2 separate regions of the Ovis aries genome follow, and region 1 is linked to region 2. A link is a contact called in public Hi-C data. All regions are on one chromosome and are shown on one strand. Each heading gives the region's core, a stretch centred on a gene start, on an enhancer-like site or on the middle of the called end of the contact. The rest is flanking DNA. Distances are from core to core; before and after follow the strand shown.

Region 1 (4,596 bases), core at 681-3,180, 53 kb before region 2:
AGCCCTGTCAAAAGCACTGGGAGGCGGGCCCTGCTGTGCCCACTTTCAGAGGGTGCACTGCCCACGGCTAAGTGACAGAGCTGAGACTCGGCCCCAGGCTGAGGGATGAGCCCCGTTCCTGGCCGAGGACCCTCGCTCCTTGGGACGCTCCTCTCCTCTGCTCATAGGGCCAGCTTCAGCAACAGCCTATTTCAGGCGCCAGCTGCTAGAGGGTTTGATCTTGCAGCTGGCAAACAAGCACCAGCAAAGTCTTGCTTAACCCTGTGAGCAGCGGGGCAGGAAAAAGGGAAGGAAACGGGGCCGCTCTGAGGACACGGTGAGTACTAAGCCCAGGAGGGAAGCCAGCACTCCTCATAAAAGCCAGAGGTCCGTGCCTTCACCCCATTCTACAGGTGGGAAAACTGAGAAGGTTCCTGGAGGTAAAATGAGCTGCCTGGACCCCTGCATCTCTCGTACCCCGTAGCCCAACACCGCTGTGACCAGCTGCACCACCGTCCTGCTTTCCTTCCTGAGTTGAACTGATTGCCCAGCGATGTGATAATCAGAGAGGAAATGAGAGAGAGAGACGAGAGAGGAGAAGCCCCACCCAAGCTCCCCACTGCTTGGTTCATCCTGGGCTCTGTCCACATCCAAGCCACGTGTGGAGGTCACATTAGTCATTGTGACCCTAGGTTGCAGGACTGCTTTCAGCCAAAAGCCCCTTCATTCCCCTGTGGCCACACCAGCTGCACAGGTTTTGCAATAACTACATTTTTTCTTACATTAGAAATTCTATATAATTTTTGCAAAGAAATACTTTAAAGTAAAAAAAAAAAAATCACTTATAACCCCACTGCCACCCAGTGGTAAAAATCCTTTGTTCATTTATTTATCCATTCAGAGTTTATCCACATTTATTGAGGTCCTACTATGTGCTGGGCATTGTCAAAACTGGAGGGGATGGCAACAGAAAAAACAAGCATTCATTTACAGAGAGGGGCTCTGGTATGACATCACCTCATCCGACAATACGTCATGGCGCGCTGCCTGTGCGTGCATAGTCAGATACAACCGTCGCTCGGTTGTGTCTGACTCTTTGTGACCCCACAGACTACGGCCCACCAGGCTCCTCTGTCCGTGAGATTTCCCAGGCAAGAATTCTGGAGTGGGTTGCCATTTCCTCCTCCAGGGGATCTTCTTGACCCAGGGATCGAACCCGCGTCTCCTGCTTCTCCTGCATTGGTACGTGGATTCTTTACTGTTAGGCCACCTAGGAGGCCTGTGGCTGCCTCACCTGGGGTATCTCAAGGCAGAAGGCCCCCAGGCACCTCCCTGGTGGGTGTCGTTTACACAGGGGTCAGGAGGGGCTACCACACGGCAGATTTCCCGGCCCAGTGCACCGAGGCGCAGTCCCATCTGCCCCGGAGCGAAGCCCAGCTGTTAGGGTGAGTCTGGGTGTGTGGGTGACATACTGCCCTCCTCTGGGCTCTGGTTCCCCATTCTGAGACCCTCCCGACTTTGCCCATCCGAGGGCACCTGCTTCTGCGGTCGGGCACCTCCTCTTCAGAGGAGGCCTGTAGGGTGGGTGAGGGGTGGCCCAAGGCTCCCCTGCAGACCCAGGACAGGAGGGAGGGGTCAAGGCCTTCGCCCAGGCCTTGAAAGGGCCAGCTGGGGGCTGTGTGGTTATGATCCTACCGGGGGAAGAGGAGGATCCGGTGCAGCCCCAGCCCCAGGGCAGCTTTCCCAGGGGGCGTTCTGGGCCCCCAGTCACAGATGCAGAAGCCTGCCTGGGGTCCGACTGAGTCCCGGCGGCACTGTCTGCCCCCTCTGGGCTCAGGGTGCGCCCCTCGGGAGAATGAAGGAGTGAATGAATGAAGGAGTGGGCCGCCTGCGGGCCTGGTTCTTGTGCCACAGCAGGAAGGTGGCGGGCTGCCAGGTCCACGTGCCCAGGTCCGGGAGGGGTGGCTGCTGAGCGGAAGCCTGCTCTCTGCAACCTCGGTCACGTTACCCCACTTCCCCATCTGGCAGGCCGCCGGGTGAGGTTCCTCGGGTTCTCAGGGTGATTGAATGAGACGCCCCCAAGGGCCCCAGCACAATGCCCCCGAGCGGCAGGTGCCCTACGGATGCTCGTCTGCACCGGTCCCCGCTGTCAGGGGCCGTCCACACACCCCCTCCAGCACGAGGCTGATGGAGAGCTTGTGAGATGCCCTTGCCAGGCATATGAGAGCCCAGAAGTGAATAAGGTGCAGAGCCTGCCCCCAGGGCCTGGGAGAGACCCCAGGCATGAGCAGGGGCACGAGGGAGCGTCCCCGGAGGGCCAGTGCCAGCCCCGAGATCAAGTTCCTGAATCCCTCAACCAAGCTTGCCAACACGTCTGTGAACACGCATGCACACACACACACGTGCACACAGGCAGCCACATATGTATACACATACACAAGACATCAATGCACACACATAGACACACATGCACACACTGCCAGACACACAGATGTACATGCGGGCACATACACAGGCAGACACATACGTATATACACACGCGCATACAAGCAGGCGTGTGTGAACACAGAGACACATACATATACACACAGATACAAATGTGTACACACTCACATGTGCACACACAGATAGATTCCTCCCTCCTGCTTTGCTTTTTGGCTCTGCACGTGTCACCATCTAACACACTGTTATTTGACATATTTTTCACAAACTCTGGTTCACACCTCCCAGGTCCATAGGCTGGCTCGGACACTGCTGCTGTAACAGAATGCCACAGACTTGGGGGCTTAAGCAACAATGTTTATTTTGCCCCGTCCTGGGTACGAGCAGCCCACAGTCAGGCTCCCCTCATGGCCGGGTTTGGTGAGCCCCTTCAGGCTAGCTCCTCCTCCTCTTTGGTGGAGGCCCCGCCTTCCTGACCTATGACTGCTCCAAAGTCCCATGTCCTCATACCATTCCATGGGGGTTAGGGTTTTGGCACAGAACTTAGGGGACACACAACTTTTGGCACAGACTTTAGGGGCTTCCCAGGTAACTCAGCTGGTAAAGAATCCGCCTGCAATGAGGGAGACCTGGGTTCTATCCCTGGGTTGGGAAGATCCCCTGGAGAAGGGAATGGCTACCCACTCCAGTATTCTGGAAAATTCCATGGACTGTATAGCCCATGGGGTCATGAAGAGTCAGACCTGCCTGAATGGCGTTCACTTTAGGGGACACAGCAGGCAGGCCCTAAGAGCCGTGTAGCAGCTGTACTGGCGCCATGTGAACCGGGAACTCCCACACTCTGGGGCCTCATCTCCCAGCTGCTGAGTGGGGATAGGAATGCACCGCTTACTATGCTGTGACAGTCACAAGACTTAGTATAAGCATCCTCCCAACTGTGAGCGTCAATGCCAAGTCTCTGGTCCTCGTCTCCCCTACCAGGGCGGGACCCTCCTCAGCCTGCTCTCCGCCGCCCCCTCACCCTGGGAAGGCCCCCTCACAGCTGATGCACACGCAGAATTTGCGGAATGAATGGGCCACCACTGGCAGCCCCTTGGGCTTGAATTTAGAGTGTGAGGGGCCCAGGTAGCCCTAGGGCCCCTCTTGTACAGTAGGAAGTAAAACCAGGCTCAGCCTGGCTCACGTTGGGAGTTCCAACAACTGGGTCAGGCCAGATCCTGGGGAACTGGTTTGAGAGGCTCTTTCTGTTCCAGTTTTTGGGAGGGTCTCTCCCCAAAACTCTGGAAGCTGAGCCCTGCAACCCGCAACCTCAGTAACACCTTGCTCCCTTCCTAAGTGGCATCAGGCACCTTGTTCTGACCCCAGCACCCCTGTGGCCTGCCCAGACCATGAGGCCACATCTGGAACAGCCAGGAGGCAGGCTGGGCTGCGGGGCGGCGCTCAGTGGACACGTGGGGGAAGCTGGGCTCCTGAATCAGAGAGAGAATCCCCAGGTCAGACCCCAGCGCCCCCACTTTCTTGCTGGGTGATCCGGGCAAGTTGCCAGGCTCCCCGATCTGTCAGACAGAGGCAGCCCATCCTCCGTGGTTGTTAGTGGGGTTTCCAGTTCTGCAGACATTTTTTGGGAAAGCTCTGGGGCTGGACACCATGTGGGTGGTTCCTGACTTTGGCGCTTGTCTCAGTCCCTCTGCGGCCACTGCTGTGTCCTAGACTCTGCTCCAGGGGCAGGCCATGGGGTCTGCCCAGATGCCTCACCTGTCTGTGTCTCACCTGTCCTGGCTGACAAATGTGGAGATGGCCCTGCTCTGATCAGCCCTGGGCACAGGTGCACACCTCTGGCCATGCACTCCGGGTTGGACATCGAAGCCCCTGTGGGGTTGCCCCTGCCGTGCCACTGCTGGGGCTCTGGGGCCCTGTGCTCTGTCCTGGTGGTGTTGTTTAGCCACTCGCTTGTGCCTGACTCTCTGCGACCCCATGGACTGTAGCCCACCAGGCTCCTCCGACCATGGGATTCTCCAGGCAAAGCACTGGCGTGGGTCGCCATCTCCTCCTCCAGGGGATCTTCCTGACCCAGGGATGGAACCTGGGTCTCCTGCATTGGCAGGTGGATTCTCTACCACCTGAGCTGCCCGGGAAGCCCCCAGATACAGATGTGACTCAGGCCTGGAGTGAAGG
Region 2 (4,397 bases), core at 545-3,044:
GCCAGGCCAGCTCCCGCCATTTCTCCCTCGGCACGGGGATACTGGACACTTGGAAAATGCCCAGTTGAGCCCGTTCTTTGATCATTATTGTACATGTAAGATGTTGGGACTTTCCACCCAGGATAAACGGGATGCTCCTGAGTCCGAGGAGACCCACGATCGAGAAGATGGCCAGCCGGAAGTCCTCAACCCCACACGCGGCCCACCGGCGCATGGTGGTCAGCATGCCCAACCTGCAGGACATCGCAGTGCCGGAGCTGCCGCCCCGGAACGCGTCGCTTCGGAAGATACAGACCACGGAGTGTGGGAGCAGCGGCGCAGGTGGGCCAGCCACACCCCTTCCGTGACCTTTCCCAGTCACGTGGTTCTAACCCTGCCAGTTGCTGAAAGAGGTCAGAGCTCATTCCAGGAGAAGGGAATGGGCCTTTTTTTGGGAGGGTGGTGTGGGGGGGGCGGGTTCTAATAGTTTGATTATTTGAAATATTCTTAGAATATTTATTTCGCAAACTATGTTCATTATAGAGAATGATTTCTTGTCTGTATTTTCCATCAATCACCTGGTTCCCAACTGCTGAAGACCGCAGCTATTCACGGTTTTCATGTCTGTCATACATGTGTGGGTATATGTGTGTATATGCATATTTACCGAGGAGACACCTGTTTACATGTATCACTGTCTACTGAGGTGCAGCGACTATTAAGCCTCCAGTGATTGCCAGGCCAGTGCCCTGCCCCCATGGATAGGGAGGAAGGCAGATGATAGAAATGCGTAACACTGGTGGGGGGTGAGTTGAGGTCTTCAGTATCGTGACACGGTCAGGGTGGTGACGGGCAGGGCCGTGCCGTGGGGGTGGGGGGCTGTGCTGTGGTCTCAGAAGGTGGACGCCAGGGGAGGGGCGTGCCGTGGGAGGCAGCGGCTGCATCTCCACCCACATGCAGAGCATCTGCTTCGGGTCCCCTTGCTGATGAGTTGCTGTAAAACCCATTTGGACCTGTGTGAGCCCTTGTGTCCTTCTGACGTGAGCCGCAGTGAAGCCGGTCACGTGTGATGCCACTTGTGGGTGCTTGGGGCTTCTCCTCAAAGCCCCAGGGAGGGGTCTCCACCCATCCTCAGTGGACGGAGAAGTAGGGGGGAGATGGTGCTGTGGGTGGAGGCACCGGGTACCAGCCGGTGTCTCCTGTGCATTGGCCTGAGAGCCAGAGGCTGAGGGAGGAGCATGTCCTCGCTGCTGGGAGGGGCTGTGTGTCCAAATGAGCAACCTTCTGGAGGCCCCTGGTGGGTCTGAGTCCCCTGCGCAGCTGCCTGCCAGCTCTGTGACCCTGGGCAGGCCGCTCTGCCTCTCTGGGCCTGCACGCCCTCTCTTGTAGAGCATCGTGGGGCTCTGTGCTCTGCACTGGGCCCGCTCGCTGTAGGACTATGTTCCACTCCCTCTGCCCTCTGCCCCTCCCCCGGGCTCCTCCGCCATCCTCCAGGCTTTGTTACTGAGACCCCACCTCCTTGGGGTGAGCTGCTTCCTGCAGCCTGGCCTCGCCCACTGGTGCTGCCCAGGAGCCATGGGGTTGAGGCTGTGGAAGGCACTGGCGTGACACACGGCTGGTTAGGTGTGACATGCAGCAGCTGTGTGCTGGGGGCCAGTGGAGACCTCCACCCCACACCTGTGAGATGAGTGTGGCAACAGTACCCATGCACAGAGCTGCTGCTAAGGTAAAAGAAACGGCTGTTTAACAGGGCTTGCTTGCCTGGCAGGTACCTCTAGGTTATTAGCTTAATCCTCCAGCAAAGACTCAGCATCACATGTTTCAATTTAGCCATCAGCAGTTTTAGCAAATAAAATAATGCCATACTCTCAGGGTGCCACAGGAGGCCGCTGGGGGCCCCCTTCAGCGTGGGGTTCATGGAACTTCCTGGAAGATGTACCTGGTTCCTGCTCCATGCTGTACCCAGGGCCCAGAAACAACAGAATGCTGGGGTGGGAATGCACGTCTGCCTCTAAGGTCTGCGCTTACCGCTCACTTCCCCTTCACCCCCAGTTCTGGACATGCCCCCCAAGTCGACACACACCTTCAAGATCCCGGAAATCCACTTCCCGCTGGTGGCCCAGTGCGTGCAGGCGTTCTACGCGGACTGTGTGGCCCAGCTGAGCAAGGCCATAGGCTCACTGACCCCCGAGAACTCGGTGCTGCTGGCCAGGTACTTCTACCTGCGGGGGCTGGTGCGGCTGATGCAGGGCCAGCTGCTGGGCGCTCTGCTGGACTTCCAGAGCCTGTATAAGACCGACGTGTGCGTCTTCCCCGCCGACCTCGTCCAGATGACTGTGGAGTCCCTGTCGGCACCCGAGCGCACGCAGGCCGAGCGCACGCCCGAGCTGCTCCGGCTCATCAGCGAGGTCATGGACAGGCCCGCGGACGCCCCCAAGGCCGACGACCGCGTCAAGAACTTCGAGCTGCCCAAGAAGCACATGCAGCTGGACGACTTCGTGAAGAGGGTGCAGGAGTCGGGCATCGTGAAGGACACCAGTGTCATACACCGGCTGTTCGAGGCGCTGACTGTAGGTAGGAAGACGCCTGCGGCCGGAGCCTCCCTGGACGGCAGGTTGGCCTAGCCAGGGAGAGCCCCGTGTGTGTGTGGGTCACTCAGTTGAGGAGCCTACCAGGCTCCTCTGTCTATGGGATTCTGCAGGCCAGAATGGTGGAGTGGGTTGCCATGCCCTCCTCCAGGGGATCTTCCTGACCCAGGGATCAAAGCTGGGTCTCCTACACTACAGGTGGATTCTTTACTGTCTGAGCCACTTTTGCCTTCCAGAAAGCCTCATGGGTGGGGGCTTTACCTGCTGACGGACCCAGCAGCTGGTCGAGAGAGGCAGAGGGTCTGGGGAAGCTTGGCGATATCGGTCCTGGGGGACCTGCTCACGGTGTGATGATCCCTCCCTCTGACATGGGGGCCCACGGCTGGGATGGGAAGGTTCCTGCGTTTGGAGCAGGAGCCCAGCGGATCATGCAGACCCAGGAACACACACAGCAGCACAGCACTGGTGGGGCCGTCTGCCTGGCACCTGCCCACCAGCCACTGTCCAGGCCTCAGTCTCCCTGTGACAGAGTGCCACGGTGGTTGGGCCTGTGTGGAGGGTGGAGCACAGGAAGTGTTATTAGATGCCATGAGGAAAGAGCATGCCAGCTCAGGGGGTGTCCAGCCAGGATGACTACCTTGTCCAGGAAGGCTGCCCATGGACTCTCTATCTAGGTTTTGAAGGATGGGTAGGAGTTTTCTGGTCTGGGCACTGCAGACCAGTGTGTACAGAGGCATGTTACCACACGTTGTCACTGTGCTGGGAGGCTAGAGCGTGACCGGAGGAGGGGCCTGACCTTGGAGGAGTCGGCCTCATGAACAAGGGGAGCCTCAGCCTGGGCGTGAGGTGAAACAGGCCTGCTGGGGTACACTCCCTGTGCAGGGTGTGAGGGGCCCGCTGAGGATGGAGGGCAGATGGATCCACGACGTGGAATGGAGCCACAGGAGCCAGACACGGGGAAGCGTCAGGGTTAAGACGAGCCACTTCTCGCAGCAGCTAAGTGGGAGCTGGGGGTGGTCCCAGCTCCGTGTTACAGATAGGGAGCCAGGTTCGCTCCATGTCTTGCCTGTGATCACACGGCTGAGCAGCAGTGACGCTGGATTTTGGACTTGGGTCTTTCTCCAGCTCTAGAGCCCCTGAATATTGGACATTTGGGAAGGTTACTGAATCAGTTAAGATCATCTTGCTTACAAATAATGATGCATTTGTTCACGTAACCAGAGTACGGAGATAAAGATCAAGCTGTCAGGCCAGGCTTGATCCAGCACTGAGGGAGTGTCTGAGGATCTCTTAGTGCTAGCTACACCCTCGGACTGGCCCCAGGATGGCTGCCCACCAGTTCCTCTATCCTTGTCCCAGGGTCCCCAGCTGGCACCCTGGGAGGCACTGAGACTGCCTGCCTAGGTAGGGGCTAGAGAGGACAGAGGGACTCAGCCCAGACCGAGCGCCCGCCTGCGGAAACTGGGTGAGAAGGGGCCTCTTTCCTCCGTGCTTCCTGTCCAGGTAGACTTAGGTGCTGGCGCCACCTGCTGCCTCCTGTGGGGAATGCGCAGCGTCCAGGTGTCCGTGGCTTTAAGAACCTCTTTTTATCTTTATAAAACTAAGGACACCAGAAACAGATTGACCCAGAAACGTTCAAAGATTTCTACAACTGCTGGAAGGAGGCAGAAGCCGAGGCGCAGGAGGTCAGCCTGCCTTTGTCGGTGATGGAGCAGCTGGACAAAAGCGAGTGTGTGTACAAGCTGTCGCGCTCCGTCAAGACGAATCGCGGGGTGGGCAAGATCGCCATGACCCAGAAGCGCCTGTTCCTCCTCACGGAGGGGCGGCCGG

What was found. Hi-C and Micro-C count contacts between places; a contact is called where the count stands out from the background.
Region 1: a contact with region 2 is called in a Hi-C map of blood, with 6 times the contacts expected there. The contact joins two enhancer-like sites. A contact is called at or near these places in 12 of 16 Hi-C or Micro-C datasets (blood, hypothalamus, liver and 5 more).

The regions. Positions count from the first base shown.
Region 1 is chr9:15,732,170-15,736,765 of ARS-UI_Ramb_v3.0, reverse strand. No RefSeq gene overlaps it. Among named protein-coding and RNA genes, the nearest start is that of DENND3, 24 kb to the right of the region's middle. Within about 2 kb of position 1,930, at least 4 of the 54 cell types and tissues checked have an H3K27ac peak or open chromatin away from gene starts, as enhancers often do.
Region 2 is chr9:15,679,623-15,684,019 of ARS-UI_Ramb_v3.0, reverse strand. It overlaps DENND3 (DENN domain containing 3), which reads left to right. Exons shown (of 23, transcript XM_027972832.3): 12 at 122-321; 13 at 2,032-2,553; 14 at 4,173-4,397. Among named protein-coding and RNA genes, the nearest start is that of DENND3, 28 kb to the left of the region's middle. Within about 2 kb of position 1,794, at least 3 of the 54 cell types and tissues checked have an H3K27ac peak or open chromatin away from gene starts, as enhancers often do.